Linked DNA regions of Macaca mulatta: region 1 is linked to region 2. The links are chromatin contacts, called in public Hi-C maps. All regions are on one chromosome and are shown on one strand. Each heading gives the region's core, a stretch centred on a gene start, on an enhancer-like site or on the middle of the called end of the contact. The rest is flanking DNA. Distances are from core to core; before and after follow the strand shown. Region 1 holds the start of P3H3 (prolyl 3-hydroxylase 3). Region 2 holds the start of PTMS (parathymosin).

The links. Hi-C and Micro-C count contacts between places; a contact is called where the count stands out from the background.
Region 1: a Hi-C map of CD4 T cells shows a contact between it and region 2, with 2.3 times the contacts expected there. The contact joins the promoter of P3H3 here to the promoter of PTMS in region 2. A contact is called at or near these places in 6 of 14 Hi-C or Micro-C datasets (CD4 T cells, cortical neurons, fetal cortex germinal zone and 3 more).

The regions. Positions count from the first base shown.
Region 1 is chr11:7,792,139-7,795,155 of T2T-MMU8v2.0, reverse strand. It overlaps P3H3 (prolyl 3-hydroxylase 3), which reads right to left and starts at 1,671. Exons shown (of 15, transcript XR_013400792.1): 1 at 1,142-1,671; 2 at 70-222. GPR162 (G protein-coupled receptor 162) reads right to left here. Exons shown (of 5, transcript NM_001266769.1): 5 at 2,511-3,017. The coding sequence ends at 2,724.
Region 2 is chr11:7,727,919-7,730,863 of T2T-MMU8v2.0, reverse strand. It overlaps PTMS (parathymosin), which reads right to left and starts at 1,589. Exons shown (of 5, transcript XM_077953447.1): 1 at 1,073-1,589. The coding sequence starts at 1,225.

The DNA of each region.
Region 1 (3,017 bases), core at 422-2,921, 64 kb before region 2:
TTAGTGAGGCCTGTGTATCCAGCCAGGAAAAGGCTGGGGGCAAGACAGGGGTGGTGCTGGGGGTCTCACCCAGTGTGGCGGCGTCTCCAGGTCCCGGAAGCTCTGGGGCTGAACTCCCGACATTCGTCTGTACTTAGCCATGTCCTCTCGCATCTGCAGGTGCATAGGGTTTGCTACAAAGAAGGTGTGTGCTGCGGCGGCTGCCAGATCCAGCTTCTTCAACTGAGGAGGCGGAGGGAGGAGGGCATCAGAGCCCTGGGATGGAGGTCACACCTCTGCTCCCTGGTCGGCCTCCCCACCCTACCCCAGACACACACTCTGGGTGCCCAAGAGCCTCATGGAAGACTGGCCAATAAGAACCGCCCACCGCCCAAATTGCAGACCCCCTAGAAGCCAGAACATTGGGACTCTCAGAAGGCTGACACCGAAGGAAAGGGGGTCTAAAGACGTAGGAGTTGGGTGGGACCTGGGCCTCAGGACTTCAGGCCCTCAATTTGGGAGACCAGGTGGAAGTGATGGGCTTAAGTGAGGTGGGGAAGCGGGGGAGACCTCAGCGACCAGCAAAACCCGCAGGTCTCTAGGACCCTGAGCTGAGGTGAGTGCAACCGGCGCCCCGCTTCCCCAGCCACGTAGGCAACTGCTGCGGTACCGGCGGCTGTGGCGTGCTGTCCCCTCCCTGCCCGCAGAGGTCTGGCCTCGGAGGCCTCCAACCTTGCCTCCGTCTGGTCCTTCCTTTCCGAAGCTACCTCCTGCCCCAAGCGAAGGTTCACACTCACCACCACCCCCGACACACACACACCCACGCACACTTCCCGTCCGACAGCCGGTTTCGCCCCCACCGCCTCCGCTTCATTCCTAGGAAGAGGCGGCCCTGTCCCTCCATCTTCGATCTGCTCCCGACCCGCCTCACGACCTCCCCGCCCCATTCCCACTCTGCTCGCACTCCCCCTCGGCTGCTCTTCCGCGATCTCAACAGGTCCTCGCGGTCGCTTAGCCAGCTCCAAAGCAGAGGCCGGCGGTACGCCCCCCAGCCCCGTCCGGGGTCCGGGCAACAGCATTCCGCCTACTACTGGGCATCGTAAAGTAGGACAGCGTCGTGGTGAGGGCTGGGACCCTCGGAGCTGCCCGGCCCGCTCCCCACCTGGTAATAGGCCCTCTGCAGGTAGTTGTAGGGCTCCCGACGGCGGAAGGCGTCCCGGAGCGTGCTCCCCACGCGAAGCCGCGCCGCGCCCCCGGGGCCCAGCCTCCGTGCTGCGCACTGGGTCAGGCAGTCTGCGCGGCGGAGCGCTGCACGGAGGAGCTGTCGCTCCCAGGACCCCTGCGTGGGTCCCGGCCCGGAGTCGGGCTCCGGGGCCCCGAGAAGCACGGCGGGGAGCGCGGCGCCCGGCTCGGCCGCGCAGCTCGCCCCGCAATCCAGCCGCACCCGGCCCAGCGCCGCCTGGCTCCGCAGCGCCTCCCGCAGCAGCGCCACGGCCGGCGCCCAAGCCCCGGCCGCGTAGGCGCGCAGCCCGTCCGCGTAGAGCAAGTCGGGAGCCTGCGGGGGCGCTCCCGGGGACAGCTGGGCCAGGCCGGGGGGCTCAGGGGACCCCGGGGGAGGCAGCAGCAGCAGTAACAGCAGCGGCCGGAGGAGCCGGAGCATGATGTCGGAGCCGCCGGCCGCCGAGGGGAAATGCGGGAGCCGAGAGGGAGGGAGAGGAAAGGGGGGAAGGGGGAGGGAGGGGAAGGAAGGAGAGGTGGAGAGGCGGAGGGAGAGGGAGAAGGAATGAGGGAGGCCGAGAGAGAGAGATAGGGCTGAGACCCGATGGTGGGAGAGGCCCATGTGAAAGATGGAGAAAGAAGAATGCCGAGTGGAGAAAGCTGATCTAGTGTGGAACGAGAGGGAGAAACTGGGAGGAAGGGGGCAAAAGGCGGGAACTGGAGCAGGCCTGGGCATCCATGGAGGACCAGCGGTGACTTCAGCCCCTGAGGTCTGGAGGTAACTGCTGGGGCAGTGTTCCCTCCACAAACACGCTTCTGGGTCCAGAAAAAGGACTGTGGACGTGGACCCCCGCTCCTCCCCCTCCCCCCTCCCCACACACACTCATCCACCCTTACACTCCTTTGGAGAAAGAGCTTTAAAATGCAGCAGGGAGGAGGTGTCCAGGCCCGGGACACTACGTCAGCCCCAAACCCTTTTCTGCCCATAAAGTGAGCCCCTGGATGGATTTGGGGTTAGAAGGAGAGTTGGGCACTGGGACTGGAGCCACGCTCTAAAATCACCTCAACAAATCTGAACAGAGATCCTTCACACCCCAAACCAACAAAGACATGTGTGTCCTCAAGCCCTGCCCCCAGCAGGATATGCTCCTCCCAGCCTTCCCTGTGCGAGGCTGCCTGGTGGAGCGTGTGATCTTTTCTCCACGTGTCCTTCTGTGCCTCTGTCTGCTGCCCCTGCTCTGTCGTGTCCTCTGTGAGCCTCTCCACCCTCCAAGCCCCTTTCCATCGCAGTACACTGGACGCTGAGGTTTCCATGGCAACATTTCAGACTTTAATACATATTGCTAGGGGTGATGGAAGGTGAGTAGGGCATCTGGTCACTTGGATGGGAGAGAGCAGGGCCTTCTGAGCCCCAAATCTAGCGCCCATCTCCCCAGAGTCTGGAGGCAGCTGCCCTACTCTCAGGGCCAGAATGAGGTGTTACTCACTCAGGCTTCCTCCTCTGAGTTCAGCAGGCCTGCTTGGGCTCACAGGGTCAGCTGGGGAAAGATAGGGTTGCCTGGGCCCCAGGATCCTCCCCAAGCCCTTGCACTTTCTTCGGCCCCCGTCAGGGAGCAGCGTCTCCCTGCACTTAGTCCCAAAGGAAGTCCAACGGCTCTGCTCTCAGGGGACCCAAGGGAGAGTCGGCGGGGTGAGAGGCCCAGTGGCCGGGGCCGACGAGGAGAGTGCCCTGGTGAGGCAGTCGGAGAAGGCAGAGGTGTCTCATCGATGAAGGTGGTGATCTCCTCCCGGAAGAAGCCAGGGCCCCGTGGGGGTCCCCC
Region 2 (2,945 bases), core at 340-2,839:
GCGGTGGCGGCGGCGGCGGCGACAGCGGCAGCGGCGGCCGCTCGGCAAGCTGGGTCTCTGGAAGAGGCGGCAGAGGCGCGCGGGGTGGGGCGGGGGTGGGTCTGGAGCGGAGACCCGCAGGGCTGCGGCCGTCCGGAGGGCGGGCGGAAGGGCGGTGCAGGCGGTGGCCGGCGCGCTCGGCCGCGGTCGCTCGGTCCCGGGCTTGCCACCCCCGCACCAGCAGAGCTGCCGCCGACCAGCCGCTGCCGCCCCCGGGAAGGGAACCCGCTTATAAGGCGGCGCTGCCCGACGGGAGGGGCTTCCCAGGGGTGGGGCAGGCGGGAGCGGGGAGGAGAGGAGAGGGGAGGGGGATGAAAGAGGAGGTTGGAGAGGTGGGGATAGGAGGATGAAAGCGAGGGGAGGGAGAGCTAGAGAGTCGGGAGGGAGGACGAGACCAGGAGGGGGAAATGGAGAGACTGACGGCCGCGGAGAAAGAGTGGGGCGAGGAGGTGGGAAGGGGTGGGGTTCCTGCGGGGAGGCACCTTTCCAAATCCCAACCTACTGCCTGCGAATGTGGAGTCTGGCTTTTGGGGGCGGACTGGAGAGGTGGCCAGAATCCTACTGACCCCAAAAAAAGCCCTGGGATTTTGTCAAAGGGTGGGGTGAGGGGAGCAGATGGGAAGATAGGGCAGGTATTTGAGAAACCAAAAGCTTAAAGAAGAGGAATAGGGTTCGGGCGCTCCTTCCACACCACGCCGGATTTCCCCCTCTCATCCTCCATCCACATTCTCTGGATGGCCTTGAGGGATGGGAGGGCAGAAAGGGCGGCCCAGCCTTCCCTCCCGCCAGATTGACACTTGTGACCCTTGCCGGGTGCCTGTCTTCCTGTCCCCGTGCTGTGAGCTGGAGGGAGTCAGGCCCCTGGTCTCCTTTGCTTCCAGCTCTCCTCCATCTTCTACCTCTCTTATTCGCCTGTCACCTCACTTTTATTCGCCTGGTCCTTCTATTTCTCTTCATCTGTCCTCAGTCATCTGTACCCAGACCCCTCCCTCACAACCAATTATAACTCGAATCGCTCCCATTCTTCTCTCACCTCTTCTCCACTCCTTACTGACCCTCTTCTGCCCTTACACCTCTGGTCTCTTTCCCTACCTTTCCCAGACAACCCTGCTCTTGTCTTATCTGAGTCAGGCACCTGGCCCTCTATTCTTGGCTGGCTTTCCTCAACTCCTCTTTCTGTCCTCATTTTTTACATTTGCCGTCCGTTAGCTTTTCTCATTCCTCTGCTGCCATCTTCCCTAGCCTTTCTGGGTTATATTTGCCTCCTTTGCAAATATAATACAGGTCCAGGTCTGGAGTTCCAGCCCCACCCTATTCCAGACATCCTCAGCTCCTCGCCCTCAATCTCGGTATCTTTGAGTCATTTTGAAAAGCTTGGGATTTCAGAAGGGAACAGGGGCTGGGTTGTGTATTAAAGGTCAGGAAGGTGGACGGGGTGGAAGGCTGGGGTTTGGAAAAAGTCCTTTGGTGTGCGTGCACTCCTATATTTGTCTGTCATTATCATTATTCCTCATCTTATTTTCATTTTATTAATAAAAAACCATTTTGATGATCATTATCATTATTTTGTGTTGGAGTGCTTAAATACACCATCTTTTGGTCCCTTGATGTACACGCCTCCCAGTTTCTCTTTCTGACTTTTCTATCAATATTTCATTCTCAGTCTCCTCAAAAATCTTGGGGCCCCACCCAGGATTTTTCCTTGCCGGACTCTATCTTTTCTGAGATCTTTCCATGTCCCTCTCTCAATCTGTTTCTCTGACTCACTGGCTGATGTCTTCAGCCGTCTCTCACCATCTCCATCTCTGTACTCCTCTTGCTTCATTTATCTCCCTCTCCTCGATCCTTTGCTACTCCCCCCCCAACCAACCCAGTCTCCCAGTCTCGCTCCCTCCCCATCAGGCTCTTTCCTCTCCCTCCCGCCTTCCTTTCCTCTTCCCTCCACTCCACCTCCCAGCCCCGCCTGCTGTCTCGGACACCCTGCTGGGCTCTTACCCTGTTGCCCTGGTAACCGCCCCCCACTCCGGTCACCTCCACTCCCCTCCCCCCTCCAATCACCGCCACCAACAACCTCCATCCACCTTCCTCCTATTTTTCCTGATAGCCAATAGAAACCCTGTTGCCAGGTGGAATGCTCATTTGAATCAGCCAATCCAGAAGCCTAACTGCTTGCCCTGCCTTATATGGGGATGTGAGATGGGCCACTCCCCCAACTCCAGCCCCACAGGGGACCAGCCCCTCCAGTGTCCCTTCTCCCCGCCCTAAAGAGAGGCTGGGACACTCCCTCTCACCCTTCCATAAGGGGCCTGGCCTCCCACTTCTCTAACTGGGACCACCAGGGTTAGCGTGGGCTGTGGGCCGGACTGTGGGCTGGGCCTCAGGGCTGGGGGTGGGAATGAGGTGTGATTAGGGAAGGGGAGGCGGAGGGAGCCGGGAATTTTGCCCAGGGAGGGGTGTCTGGGAGCAGAGGCAGCTGCAGTGGAAAATTCCAGAGAGATGGAGAGGCAGAGAATGGGAATCCTGCCCCAAAGCCCAAGGGAGTGCCTTGAGAATCTAAGAGCTTGGACACTAGGGTCCGAGGGACCCCAGGGAAAAGGTCTAGGAAGCTGGAGGCCTGGATCGAATTCCTTTCCTGCGTGGATGAAGCATCCTTTAGCCTTCTCTCTCTGGTTGGACAACAAGCCAGTCTTCTGAAGTCTTGGCTTCATGAGAAAGAAGCTGGAAGTGAGACTTGGGATGAATGTGGAGTGAGTGGGATCTGAAAGCCACCCGACAGTCCTAGGGGTTAGCCTCAAGCCTCTGGGGCCAACGGTGTTAAATGCCTGTGTTTGCTTTTCTCCATGGAACTATTTCTGAGGCTTTGTGGAGGCTTGCCTATTCCTAGAATTACCTTACTCTACAGTCCA